Linked DNA regions of Sus scrofa: region 1 is linked to region 2. The links are chromatin contacts, called in public HiChIP or PLAC-seq maps. All regions are on one chromosome and are shown on one strand. The core of a region is the stretch at or near the end of the contact, and the rest is flanking DNA. Distances in the headings are between cores, read along the strand shown. Region 1 overlaps DNTT (DNA nucleotidylexotransferase). Region 2 overlaps BLNK (B-cell linker protein).

Evidence for each region. HiChIP or PLAC-seq counts read pairs in DNA pulled down with a chosen protein or histone mark.
Region 1: a contact with region 2 is called in an H3K27ac HiChIP or PLAC-seq map of alveolar macrophages. The contact joins two enhancer-like sites. A contact is called at or near these places in 10 of 47 Hi-C or Micro-C datasets (embryonic fibroblasts, fetal skeletal muscle, mesenchymal stem cells and 4 more) and 2 of 2 datasets of contacts at active chromatin or transcription factors (alveolar macrophages and skeletal muscle).

What each region holds. Positions count from the first base shown.
Region 1 is chr14:107,759,352-107,766,485 of Sscrofa11.1, forward strand. It overlaps DNTT (DNA nucleotidylexotransferase), which reads left to right. Exons shown (of 11, transcript XM_003133156.3): 2 at 5,156-5,330; 3 at 6,527-6,655. Among named protein-coding and RNA genes, the nearest start is that of DNTT, 12 kb to the left of the region's middle. Within about 2 kb of position 3,575, at least 3 of the 83 cell types and tissues checked have an H3K27ac peak or open chromatin away from gene starts, as enhancers often do. A contact at or near this core is called in alveolar macrophages, where this site is marked.
Region 2 is chr14:107,670,840-107,677,866 of Sscrofa11.1, forward strand. BLNK (B-cell linker protein) reads right to left here. Exons shown (of 17, transcript XM_001928233.5): 4 at 3,015-3,055. Among named protein-coding and RNA genes, the nearest start is that of BLNK, 41 kb to the right of the region's middle. Within about 2 kb of position 1,787, at least 4 of the 83 cell types and tissues checked have an H3K27ac peak or open chromatin away from gene starts, as enhancers often do. A contact at or near this core is called in alveolar macrophages, where this site is marked.

The sequences.
Region 1 (7,134 bases), core at 2,325-4,824, 90 kb after region 2:
AAATATAGAAAAATGCTTAAAACAAAACCTCATGCAGGGGTCTAACCACAGTCTAGTAGACGTTAAGAGATTGCTTGAGTCATGCACACCTGGGTTTGAATCTTGGCTTCATGTAACCTCTAAAGGCCTTGGCTTTCTCATCTGAAATTATACTAACTTTATTGCCCACCTCATAAGTCTCTTGCAGGAATTGAATAAGAATATACATGTGTGCATGTGCGCGTGTACACACACGCGTGTGGGCCCATGCATACACATAGTTATTCTTGCTAGTAGTCTGAAGTATTTCTTTTTCTTTTATATATACCAATATTTAATTGTTTCTTAATTGTTTTATGGCACCTCCCTAGGCATTCTGCTTTGTTGGTTTTGTTTTTGTTTTTTTTTTTTTTAGAGCTGAACCCATAGCATATGGAGGTTTCCAGGCTAGGGGTCGAATCAGAGCTACAGCTGCTTGCCTACACCACAACCATAGCAATGTTGGATCCGAGCCATGTCTGGAACCTATACCACAGCTCATGACAAGACTGGATCCTTCACCCACTGAGCTAAGCCAGGAATCAAACTTGCAACCGCATAGTTCCTAGTCAGATTTGTTTCCACTGCACCATAATGGGAACTCCTCCCCAGGCACTCTGGATGTCTCTGTCATACTCTAGGTGAAGAGATGGTGGTAGAGGAACAGGGACGATAACTGTGGATGGTGAGGGAGCTGAATTTGGAAGAGGAGCCCTGGGGCTCATCCTATATTCCTCTATACTTTAGGCAAAACACAGAACTTAGGGAGCCTGACAGCCTCCTGTGAACTCTCCATCTTGGTGTGTAGCTATGGCAACTCTTCTTTCAGACTTTCTGGGACAGTCCTTATGGTAGCCCATGTACATTGGACCTAAAACATCACAACGTGAATTCTACATGGCTCAGCAGGGAGAGTGTGTCTAATAGTGTTGTACAGGAAGTGTCATTCCATCTCTCTTTGTGCTCTTTGGAGAGAATCTTCAGGGTGATGGTAATGACAGCAGTCATACCCATTCAGATGTTATTCTTTCTGAGGAAAGGGACACTCTCGCCGCAGCCATGGGATAAGCCAACATCACAGAGGGGTTGGTCACTGGGGTCCAGCACACAGGTTTGGGGTTACAACAGACATCAGATTAAATCCCTGCTCCACTGATTAGTAGCTGGGTGATTTTTAATGTCTCTACCTAAGCTCTCTTACTTTTAAACGGGGATAATCATACCTGTCATTGTGTTACTGACACTTAAATGAGGTATTGTATGAAATGTGCCCACCGTGGTTCTGGCACATACTAATATTCTAATATTATCAGTGTTTATATTGGAGTATCAACAGGGCAGAGAGAACCGCTATACCAGCACACAGCTGCCATGACACAGCAATACAATATCGGCAGCAAAACAGGCTAGAGGTGGTGACCCTCCTTGGGGAATACTGTCTGCTAAGGGCTCAGAACTGAAGGCGAGCAAAGGCTTTATTGTGATTGGGAACCAAACCCACGGTATCTCCAAGATATGGTTGTACTGTGCTGATGCTGAAGTTTCTAATGCTGACTTTCAATCTCTTACCTTGTAAGTACACGTCATACTGAACTCTTAAGTAGCACCGGGTGAATGGCAGGAGAGGTTTTGTTTGATTTTTTTTTTCTTTTTGTATGGCTTTATTATCGTTGCTGTTGTTTTCTTTGGTTTGCCAGTTGCTTAATGAGCAGGGATTGGAAGTTTCAGTCAGGATTTTCCTTTCATAGGATGTATAGCCTATGTGCACGAACAGGCTTCTGTGACTTCTGTAAGAGATGCATGTGGTCCTCACCCAACAGGTGAGCTCAGACATCCCCACACTGTCCCAGGAAATCCCAAGTGAAGAGGTACTGGGGCGGGGGGATGCAGTGGGGCGCAAGAGTGGATGGCGAGGGGCTTTAATTTGGAAGCCGAGTCCCAGAGCTCCTGCTCAGCACACCCTCCTCCCTCTGAGGTTTAGACAAAACCCTGTTTATAATAATAATAACAATAAATGTTATATAACGATAGTAATATAGTAATAAAGTTTCCTTTCAAAGGGCAGAAATACAGAAGGGATAGTAATGACTATGTAACACTGCTAATTCTTTTGTTGTGTCTTCAACAAAGAAAACACAACAAGCTTCCAATAAGTTTACCATAAATAATCTTTGGAATTATGTGGGCATACAACAGGGAAGACCCAGCTAGCCGTCTCCTCTCAGCCCTTGCCAAAGGCTGTCTTACCCTGACTTACTTCTGCCTGGGCGTGCTGCCCATCCTGCCTTCCAGATGGTCTCAGCTCTGATCTCCAGCCCTCACCTCTCTCCCAGTGCCAGCCTCCGATCCCAACTATCAGCCAGATATTTTCATCTGGATCTCTAGCCATCCTTCCAATGCAGCATGCCTGAAATAAACTTCAATTCCTCCGCTCCCCACCCCCTTGCCCCAAAGAGTTGCACCTTCCTGCATCCCTATTTCTACCACAAATGATGACGCTTGACTGTGATAGATAGGCAGGAGTAATATTTGACTCTATTCTCCACTTCACCTGTTATAGGTGAGCTAATGCCAGCTGTCCATCATAAAGTCTCCTTTGCCTTCCTTTCTAGCACTGCAGGAACCAGGCTGAGGTTAAAAATCATCTTATATCTGGTTCAATGATTTATCCGCTAAAGGAGCTCCCAACCCTCCTCAACCCTCCTCATTCCATAACTCCCCTCTCCAAATCATTATATGTACCAGATTAGTCTCTTTAAATAACATATAGCAATGCCGGAGTTCCCGTCATGGCTCAGTGGTTAACGAATCCAATGAAGAACCATAAGGTTGCGGTTCGATCCCTGGCCTGGCTCAGTGGGTTAAGGATCCAGCATTGCCCTGAGCTGTGGTGTGGGTCGCAGACTCGGCTTGGATCCCGTGTTGCTGTGGCTCTTGATGTAGGCCAGTGGCTACAGCTCCGATAAGATCCCCTAGCCTGGGAACCTCCATATGCCACAGGAGCGGCCCAAGAAAATGGCAAAAAGACCAAAAAAAAAAAAATATATATATATATATGTATGTGTATATATATATATGTATGTGTATATATATGTGTGTGTGTGTGTGTGTGTGTGTGTGTGTGTATAGCAATGCCATCAATGTCCTGCTCGTAAAAGCTGCCAGTGGCTCCAAAACCCCAGATCCAACTTCCTCAACCAGGCTTCAAAGACTGTCTATAGTGCGGTTGCCCCCACTGACTCAGCTGCATCTACAACCACTTCCCAACATGAATTCTTCACTCCAGTTCAGGCCAACGTCCTTCCTTTCCTCTGTCCTCTGAAACTTTTCTTCCAGGAGGACCCAAAGTCCTGCCTTCCAGACACCTGTCTCTCCTTTCCATCAAGACTGGGGCCAGAGCCCGCTTTTCTACAAAGCCATCCACCTCTCGCAACCCACACCAAATTCTTTTCCTTCTTCATACTCTACTTGCAGATCTTGTCCCTGGCTCACGTCCTATCATAACAAAATGTTAGCTGTCTGTTTCACATATGATGCTGATGCCCAGAAACTTCCCTTTTCTTCTTTGGTAACTAACTGCTTCCCATCACCACCACAAGGAACCTAGGGCTGTGGATATAACAATGAGACAAAAAATAATCCAAGAGTCAATCAAGAAAAGGAGAAGAAGAAAAAAAGAAGTCAAGCACAAGAAGTGGGAAAGAGAAACTAATTCCATTTTTCTCTTAGATGCCTATATACACTATTTGCTGTTGCTATTTCCCAGATCCATAGACTATTTGAACTGAAGGAGCCTTAAAAATGACTGGTTCCAAAGATGACGCTGACTGTGAAACCTTGTTAAAAACCAGAAATAACATGCTTGACCCAGAAAAGACAATCAAAAGGATAAATATCATTTACCAGCTGTGTGACCTTCAGGATGTCTTAACCTCTCTGTTCTTCAATTTCCTCTTTTATTCTTTTTAGGGCCGCACTTGGGGCACATGCAAGTTCCCAGGCTAGGGCTTAAGTCGGAGCTGCAACTGCTGGCCTACACCACAGCCGCAGCAATGCCAGACCTGAGCTGCATCTGTGACCTATGCTGCAACTTGTGGCCGCACCAGATCCTTAACCCACTGAGCGAGGCCAAGGATGGAATCCACATCCTCATGGATACTCGTCGGCTTCTTAATCTGCTGAGCCACACAGGAACTCCCAGTTTCCTCATTTTTGAAGTGTGACTGGTATAACATTTACTTCGGAAGCTATGTATTACATGAGATGATGTATATAAGAGTGCTCAGATGATGCTCAAACAGGGTGAGTGCTCAGTACTCATTAGAGAAAAGATAACAGGATCTTCCATCACATGCTTTGATGTACACATAAAGCAGTATTTCTCCAAGGCTGGTCACTACCTATTAATGGGCTGTGAGGTTAATTTAGTGGGATGTTATAAGCATATCTGCATCTACATCTATCTCTATTTGGGGTCACGGTGAAACGTGTGTTTTTAACTCTGGGTCATAAGCAAGTTTGAAAGACACTGAGCTAAAGCCCTCTGCAAATAAAAATGAAGTGGCACCTCAAAGTCTCAGGCAGTGTGCAAGGTGCTAATTTAAGAATGATTTCATCTTCCCTCCTCTCTAGACCTTGGTTTTCCAGTGACACCACAACCTTCCGAGTGTTTTCTTGTATCTGATACATAACGTAGACTGCTGTTGCCACACTAATTGAAATAGAACCCCCTTGCGTGGAGTCCTAAGTTCTCTGTGCCTGTGGTCAGATCTACTGTGCATCTTTCTCCATTGGATGGAATGCTCTGAACTCCTCAGGGAAAGAGGAGAGCTTTCTTTTTTCTTTTTCTTTCTTTCTTTTTTAGGGCAGCACCCATGGCATATGGAAGTTCCCAGGCTAGAAGTCAAATCGGAGCTGTAGCTGCCAGCCACAGCAATGCCAGATCTGAGTTGCATCTGCAACCTACGCCACAGCTCACAGCAATGCCATATCCTTAACCCATTGAGCGAGTTTGGGGATGGAACCTGCATCCTCTTGGATACTCATCAGTTTCGTTTCCACGGAGCCACAGCAGGAACTCAAGATCTTCTCATTTTCAAAGTGCCTTCCCCTGGTAACTTTGTCTTGCATTCTGCAGTGATTCTGTCACCCACATTGTGGCAGAAAACAACTCTGGTTCAGAGGTTCTGGAGTGGCTTCAGGCACAGAAAATAAGAGCCAGCTCACAGCTAACACTCCTTGACGTCTCCTGGCTGATAGAAAGTATGGGAGCAGGAAAGCCCGTGGAGATGACAGGAAAACACCAGCTCGTTGTAAGTGTCATGGTTGTGATTTTCATTGCCCTTTGCTTGATGATTAAGAACATGGGCTGTAGAATCAACCATCCTGGGTTAAACCCCAGGTTCTCTACTTACTCCCTGTGTGACCTTGAGTAAGTCACTCAGCTTCTCTGAGCTTTGGTTTCTTCCTCTATACTATGAGAACAATAGCACCTGCCTATCTTGTAAGATGGTTATGAGGATTAGAAGCACATACACAGAAAGTGCTTAATTCAGAGCCTGATCTAAATATGTACTTCATAAATGGTAACTTTCTTTATGAATAAGTCTGTACACAAATATTTCAATATATTGAAGTCCTGATGTTCTATCAGCCAGAAAATAGGTGGTTCCTATTTTTTTCTTACTGTGATTGTTTATACAGAAAAAAAATAGGGATGGGAGAGAGAAATTAGGAGTTTGGGATTAACATATACACACTACTATATATAAAATGAATAATCAACAAGGACCTACTATATAGCACAGGGAACTCTATCAATATCTTGTAATGACCCATAATGGAAAAGAATCTGAAAACTAATACATATATAAATATGGGTGTGTATAATTGAATCGCTTTTCTGTACATTTGAAACTAACACCACATTGTCAATTAACTATACCTCAATTTAAAAGTACAGAGGAGTTCCCGTTGTGGCTCAGTGGTTAATGAATCCGACTAGGAACCATGAGGTTGTGGGTTCGATCCCTGGGCTTGCTCAGTGGGTTAAGGATCCGGCGTTGCCATGAGCTGTGGTGTAGGTCGCAGACGTGGCTTGGATCTCGGGTTGCTGCAGCTCTGGCGTAGGCTGGCAGCTACAGCTCCGATTAGACCCCTAGCCTGGGAATCTCCATATGCCACGGGAGTGGCCCTAGAAAAGGCAAAAGGCCAAAAAAAAAAAAAGAAAGAAAATTAAGCTCTTAATTCCAAATCCTTCACCAATGGACTACATAAGTTCACAGAAAAGGAAAATGATATTGAATTGGTGGTTCTTTTTCATGTTGTTTTCTCTGATTGCAAAAAGTAATGCATGTTAATTATAGCAAATTCAAATATTAGAGACGTATAATTTTATTCTCTTTCTGGAGATAACTAGCATCAAACTGCCTCCAATGTTTTCTTCATACGTATCTATTATTATTACTATCACTTGTTATTAAAAATGGATGCTTATGCATTTGTTTAGGTGAGAACAGACTGTTCAGCCAGCCCCAGCCCAGGCTCTCAGAACACTCTACCGCCTGCTGTAAAAAAGATCTCTCAGTACGCGTGTCAGAGACGAACCACTTTAAACAACTGTAACCACATATTCACGGTAATGGGGCTTTACAACAACAGGTAGAGCAAATGGAGAGCTTGTTTCCATGGATCTCCAAATTAGACTATGAAGTTTCCTGAAAATCTAGGAAAGTTTTCCCCACTCTTCCCCACTCCTCTAAGCTGACCTCTGGTTCCTCTTTCTGTCATGGAAGTAGACAAATATATTTCGAGCACGTTCTTTAGATATGATAGGTCACTATTTATTGGGAGCTGTCATTAATGGACACAACATGCAACACAGGCAAATATTCTGAAAAACCGGATATGGATTGTAATTAGTCCACTACATAGTAAAAGCAAATTACAGAAATAGCAATTGTGAATAAATAGCTTTTGCTGGAAAACCAGAAGATTGAAAATCAGCAGCCCTAGATTCAGCCTCTCTGATATTCATTAGCTTGAGCAAGTTAATGCCTCTCTCTGAGCCCATTCCTTATCGGCTCAGTAAGAAATTAACTAGGTCAACTCTAAAGC
Region 2 (7,027 bases), core at 537-3,036:
GCGATTTGTGCTCTGGAGAAGCCAATTACGATTCCCAGGCAGGGGGTCTGGGAAGCGGAGTGTGAGTGAAAGGGTGGGCCAGGGAGAGGCCTCACAGGGCAAGAGCCTGGCTTCCCAAGCCAGATACCCTCCTCATCCAGGCCAAGGACCCTGTCACCGTTGTTGTGACATCTCAGGGAGACATCACTACGAGTGCTGAGAAGCAGTTGGTTTAATAGAAACTCCTGCAAGTGAAGGAATCAGCGGGCACCCAGACACATGTGCCTGACTGGGGGATGGTTGGGGCATCCCACTCTGTTTCAGTTCATGGAGCAGGGATGAGACTCCCTAGACTTTGCTACTGTAGGCTGGGGATCAGTGTGCATCCTGGAGAGGACTCTGGAGTCCTGGCAGCCCCTCAGGCACAGCAGCCTGACTAAGAGGATCAGGGTGGCAGAGTTGGCGGAGGTGGCAGAGAGGGTAAAGGATGAGAGACACTACATCTGCTGTTCCTGGAAGCTGTCCTCCAGCACTGGGTTGCCTACCAGGCTGTGTCCCCATGAGGACCGGACTGAAACTGTATATCCAGGACCCACCATGGGACCTGCTACAGGGCAGGTGCACACCCAACATCCATGGAGTGAATTCATGCACTGAGCTGCTGCCCCAGCCTCTGAAGGGACTGAGGAGGAGGGAATGGGTGCTCAGTAAGTGCCGATCTGGCCCTTCATTTGGAAAGTCTTTTCTGTAGGAGATATACTATAAGCCCCTCCTACTCCACGCACAATAAAATGTGTTGAATGCCTTTTCATCAAGAGAATTAAAAGGGAATCTTTCAAACTTTTGAGAATTTTAAAAAATCTTCCCCCCAAATTATTCTAAATGATGACAACAAAATGTTTTCATTCATTCATTCAGTACTTGAGCAAGTGCAATACAATACTTTGGACAATCTGATGGAAACTCTGAAGAAGGGAATATGTAACTAGACAAAAACCTCAAATTGTCTATCATTCGTTTAAGCAATTAAGTGCTTGACTCTCAGCACAGTCCTTGGCCTCGCAGAACTTATTATATTTTAACAGGACAGACCAACAACAAATAATGAATAATAAATAGTAAGTAGGTCATCAGACAGATAAAATAGGTATTCCTCTGATAGTTGCCCTGAAGGGAATGATTGGGGTCCTGAGAGAGCAATGGAAGAAGGGGTTCTGCCTGGGTGGGGGTTCCAGAAAGGCTTTCCTGATGAGAAGGGGACACTTAAGCCAAGTCTGAAGTACAAGAAGAGGCCGACCAAGTGAAAGAGGATAGGGGCACTCTTTGGCTTCTCTCTTCCCTTCTTCCATCACCTGCCCAAGGACCATGAGTCTAAAATCACTGAGCCAGGGACCTTGGTCTTTAATAGGAACTGAGGGCAGGCCTGTGAGCCTGGGCTGTGATGAGCAGAGCCCTGCTGAGGGGGTGTGGGGAAGGCCAGCAGGTCTGTAGGGGATGGATTTCATCAGACCTGGAGGCTTTAGCAACAAGCCTGATTTCATCCTATGTACAAAGAGAATTATGATTACCTAATTAGAATAAGGTAAATAATAAGATAAATGTTCATACAATCCTTATTGTAGCTGGTATCTTCACTTTGGTTGTTTGACTTTGGGACACAAGTCATTCTTCCCTATCCAGGATGATTTTGTGTTTTCTAAGTCCCAGCCATGTGCTTTTTTTATCCAGCCAGTAAGTTCAGTGTTTTTGGCTGCCTGCTTTGCTTTTTAAAGCTTTGCTTCATATGCAGCCCAGGGCATGCTGCCAGCAGGGGGCGCAGCTGCAGTGCTTCTGAGGGACCAGTGCTGTGAGGAACTCTAAGTGACCCACAGAGAGGCCACCTCATCCCTTCTTTTTAAAAATCCTTTCTCTAAAGTTGAAAAGGGAGGAACTCCCATTTCCTAATACTCTGAATAAACCCCAGGTGGTGCTCCAGGGCGCACTCTGAATAAAACTCCAGGTAGTGCACACAGTGTGGAGCCGGGCCCAGGCTCAATTCTGGGCACTGGACAGAGGTCCTGGGTTCTTATGCTACTGAGTAACTAGTGTTGGTCAGGAAGTCATTGTCATGGCCTTGGCCTCAGTTTCTTATGGGGTATGTGTTTGTGTGGAGGCCCCCTGGGATCCCTTCCAGATATAAAAAGCACAGATTGGAGCAGACTGACATTCTGTGTGAATTTAATACGTGAAGAATAATCATCGTGAAGAAAAATTCTTAGGGTGTCTTGGCCCTCTAAGTCCAGCCCAAAAGAGAAGTGGCTATTTGGTTGCAGAGCCACCTTGAAGAGATTTACAATTAATTCTGACATACCACTCCCGATGGCATCATGGTCAGGTCCCTCCCTCTCCATTTGTGGCCCCCAGAGTCTGTTCACAGGCTCTTGGTCACAGTAAGCACTTTGGGTTTTGAAAACCTGATTCTGAGATCTGAGAGCCTGGGTTTGAATTTTGGAACTGCACGTCACTTAAACTCTCCAGGCTGTGGTTTCTTCACCTGTAAAACGGGCAGGCCTGATGCTTAAATTGTGACAACTAATACCGACCATGACCTTCAAAAGTGGCCCAGAAACACCCCTGATGTGGGAGGCATTCGCTCTTTAGTTGTTGGTTTGTTTAGGCCTCCTAGCAGGGACCAAACAGTGATGGAGTATGGGGGAATTCAGGGCAGAGGCATTTGCCAACTGATTTGGAGGTATTTCAACATATTAACATCTGTTTTGGCTGTGCTGGGGAGTACTCTGAAGACCAGGGGAAAATGGGGTAAGACTGCCTACTTACAGGGCTGTGGTGAGGGTTATACGAGGTAATGAGTCTAAAGCCCTTAGCTTGGCACATAGAGGTGCTTGCCCAAGTCAGCCCTGGGACGTTATTGCTGCCTAGTCTACAGGTGGCCCTTCCAGACCAGCCATATCCCCTCTGTGATGTGCCCTTGACCACCAGCATGTCGAGGCCTTGGGAGAAATGGTACCCTCCTAGTCCCAGGAACAAGTACTTACAAAGTCATCTGACCACTGCTCCTCTTCGTCAGCTGGGCTCTCTGAAATGGCATGTGGGAAAGAGAATGCACAAGCTTAGAGCTCAGCTTTACTGCTCCACCCTGTCCACAAATACCCCACACCCCCCTTCCCTCCCCTTGGGCTTCCTGCTCCCATCTACTAGGCCTTGAACAGTTATTACAGTCATCTCGGGTTCACTTACTTTCAAATCCTTTTGTTAAAAAAAAAAAAAAGTCAGTTCTCAGTGTATTGAGAATTAAGTCCCACTGGGGCAGAGGAATAGTGCATCTGACCCTTATATGTCTTTGTCTAGGGACCCTTTGGCACCTTGGAGTAGCAATCCATACTGTGTTGCTTTCAAGGATTTCTTGGAATCAGCAGGTGGATGGTGTAGTAGGAAGAGCTGGACAGAGTCAGATAGACCTAAATTCTCATCTAGGCTCCATTCCCAACTAGTTGGAGCATAGGTAAGAACATCTAATATCTCTGGGCCTCAGTTTGCAGATCTATAAAATAAAATAAAATTCCAAATCTATAAAAGAGAATAACTTCTATGATTCTGTCTAGCTTTAACATTACCTTTTTTATTAAAAATTTATTTTATCTAGTGCTTTACTACATGCCAGGCAACATTACCAGAGCTTTGGATTCACATAGCTCTCTCAAAAACCTTATGAGGAAATTGGGGCATAAAGAATATAAAGCAGATAGTAAATGGTAAAGCCAGGAGTTGAGCCCTGCAGGTTGACTGATTTCCAAGAGCAAGCTCTGATCCACAGCACCACGCTGCTTTGCTGTCCTTGAGGTTCACGGTGCAGGCACTGTCCTAGGCTCCTCAGGGGGTATAAAAATGAATGTTACAGGTCTTAAAGTCACTTTTGATCTTGAAGAATAAAATAGCTCTAGATCATGACAGCCAAGAAGACCACTTGATCCTCTTTCTCCAAAACTCATTTAGAGTATGAGAAGCTTCACATCAATCCCATCACATAAACTGACCTTGGAGGCTAAATATAATTCTCTCCGTTCTGAGGGAGATCTACCAGACACAGGTTCAGATAGCAGAGTGGCTCTGATGACTGCGCCATAGAGGATCCCAGCTCCCTGCACTGAGCCGCCACTGCTAGAAGGCCTGGTGGATGTCCCCTGAATCCCCCAGAACTTCAATAGAACTTTAACTTGCCATTTCTATCTCCTGCCTGCCACAGCAGACCACTGACTCCAGCTCCAGGGGAGTGCCACAGAGGCACCAGGAAAAGAATTGTGGAGCTGAGGTGGGGATAGGAAAGAGGTCTTTGGATCAGAGTGGACATACTTTGGATCAGCAATGGCAGCAACAGTGCCCTCTTATGGGAAAAACATATAAACAGTAAGCACTAAGAAGGAGCTTCATTCTCCAAGTCAAGTCTCTGGACCCTCGTAGGTGCTGCTGGCACTGCGATGTCCCACGTACCTCATTCTACTCTGTGCTGTGACTAAGTCATCTGTGTCTCTCTGTATTGAAAAGCAAGACCTTTTTAATTTATCTTTGGACCTGGATGGCATTTGCATCTGTAATCCATGCACTAATAAAAGGATAAACCAATAAATGACTTGAATGAGTGAAATGAGGATAATAACATAGATTCCATTATTGAATACTTCCCATGTGCTGGATGCCAGGGGAAGTGTTATAAATATTTCTTCATTTATCCTCAAAACAGTACTATGTGGTAGGTGCCATTATTATCTCTATTATTCCTCTTACAGTTGAGGAAACTGGGCCTAAGAGAGGTTGTAACATCCGTCTGAGGCACACAGCTGGTGACCGTGAGGGCTGGATCACAGGCCAGGCTGTGTTGCCGCCTTCAACCAAAATCTCATGTGAACTGCCTGGCCCTGCACTGAGCATCAAATAAAACCAAGCATGGCCCAGTGCAGGCCCTGTGATACATGAAGGTAGAAAAGAGAGAAAAGCACCATGTGGTAAAGGTTATTGGATTAGCATCCTTCCCCAGCCCCTCAGCTCCATTCATCTTTGGCCCCACAGGCAGCTCACAGCATCACACTCAAAGAGTCACAACCTAACAAGCCATTGCCCAGACTGAAAAGCACAATGATCCGAAGTACTAGATCCAAGTAGTGGGTGGTTTTCCAGCATCTCAGAGAGCCTTCCGAAGTGTATAGGTAGTTGTTTGTTTTATTTATTTATTTATTTACTTACTTACTTACTTATTTTTATTTTGGCTGCATCCATGGCATGTGGAAGTTTCTGGGCCAGGGATCAAACCCCAGCCACTACAGTAACAATGCCACAACCTTAACCTGTTGTACCGCAAGGGAGCTCCTGGATAATGGTTTTAGAACCACGTTCCCTGGGTTCCAGTCCTGGCATTGCTCTTTACTACCTGCTTGGCAGTGAACCAGGACTCTAATTGTTTAAAGCTCAATTTCCTCATCTGTAAAACAAGGATAAGAAAGTGCCCACCTCATGTTTGTATGAGAATCAAGTAATGTAATACATACGAAGTGCTTTGCCAAGCCTGTCACACAAAGTACTGTGTTATGTTGCTCATTCTTGTCTGGGGTATTGGCAATGTCTTAATAAACCCTCAAAATAACACCAATTCTATTTCATTCTAATGGCAACTCTGCAGCATGGCTACCGCAAAGCAATGGATCCAAGAAAGCTTCCAGTGTAGTGAGTAAGATTTTCAGGAGGGTAAGTTCAAGTTGAATATGGGCCAGCTGGTATAGGATTACACACCCCTGCCAGGAAGCTGAGATGCTAGTTGGGCCTCCTTGTCAGGAAAGCCTTACTTGCTGTGTTGTGTACATGGTTTGGGGTTTATACACTATTTACTGTGTCATAGTCCCATGCCACACATCCTCCCCTTGCCACTCCCAGGCTTTGAGATCATGTGGCCCTCCCAAGCCTGAGGGCACAACCCCTTGCATCATGAGACACATGAGAATGGCCAGAATGTCTCCCACGCCAGCACTTGCTCCAGACCAAGAAATGCAGGGTTTTGAGCTTGGGCTCTGGGGTCAGGCTGCCTTGCTCAAAATCTTGATTCTGTCATCTGCTAGCAGTGTGACCTTAGGCAAATTACTTAACCTCTGTGCTTCAGTTTTCTCATCGCTAAAATGGACATTATTAGTAGTACCTGTACCATAGGGTTTTGAGAGAATGAAAAGGAAATAACTTGTGGAAAGTACTTAGAATTGTACTTTATGTAGAGTAAAAGCCCAATGAATGATGACTATTACTATTAATTTACTTTCTCTTTAATTCTCATAATAACCTAAAAGATAGGTATTCTTATCTCTAGATCTGGAATTAGAGGCTCAGGAAAGTTACAAAACTTTTCTAGGTTTGAGAATCTGGAAAAGAGTGGGTATGTATATATGTATAACTAAATCACTTTGTAGTACAGCAGAACTTATCACAACATTGTAAATAAACTATACTTTAATAAAACTTTAAAAAATGCAAGAAAAAAAAACTTTTCTAGGCTCAGTGCTTGCAGGGCAAAACCAGGATTCCTACACAGGCCTAAAGGACCCCAAAGCCCAAGATCTTCTCACCAAGCCCGCCTCTATGATGGAAATAAAAGACCTAGAGTCTAGAGAAGCAGTCATGTATCAGACTGAAGGTAATACGGGCTGGTGTAAAGGTTCCTGATGGATGTCCCAGCACCTGGAATTATGACCAGTGAGGGCTGCCAGGTTCCATGAGGCTGGGTGCCTAAGGTATGATTGAACTGGGCCTTGAAGGACAAGCAGGACTTGGGCGAGAGAATGAAGATGAAGAAGGGTGTCTTCCTTATCCCCTAAGATGGGCTTGTGTGTTGGTCCCAGCTTAGCCAATGGATGGAAGGAGGCATCCATGAGGCACAGAGAATGGATGAGCTACACTGGAGAGTCACAGGGAAATATGCCAACAGGTGAACAAAGCTAGATTCATTGACAGCCAAGGGGATGCTCCAGCCCCATGGGGCACTACAGACTCAGTGACAAGCTGGAGATGGGGA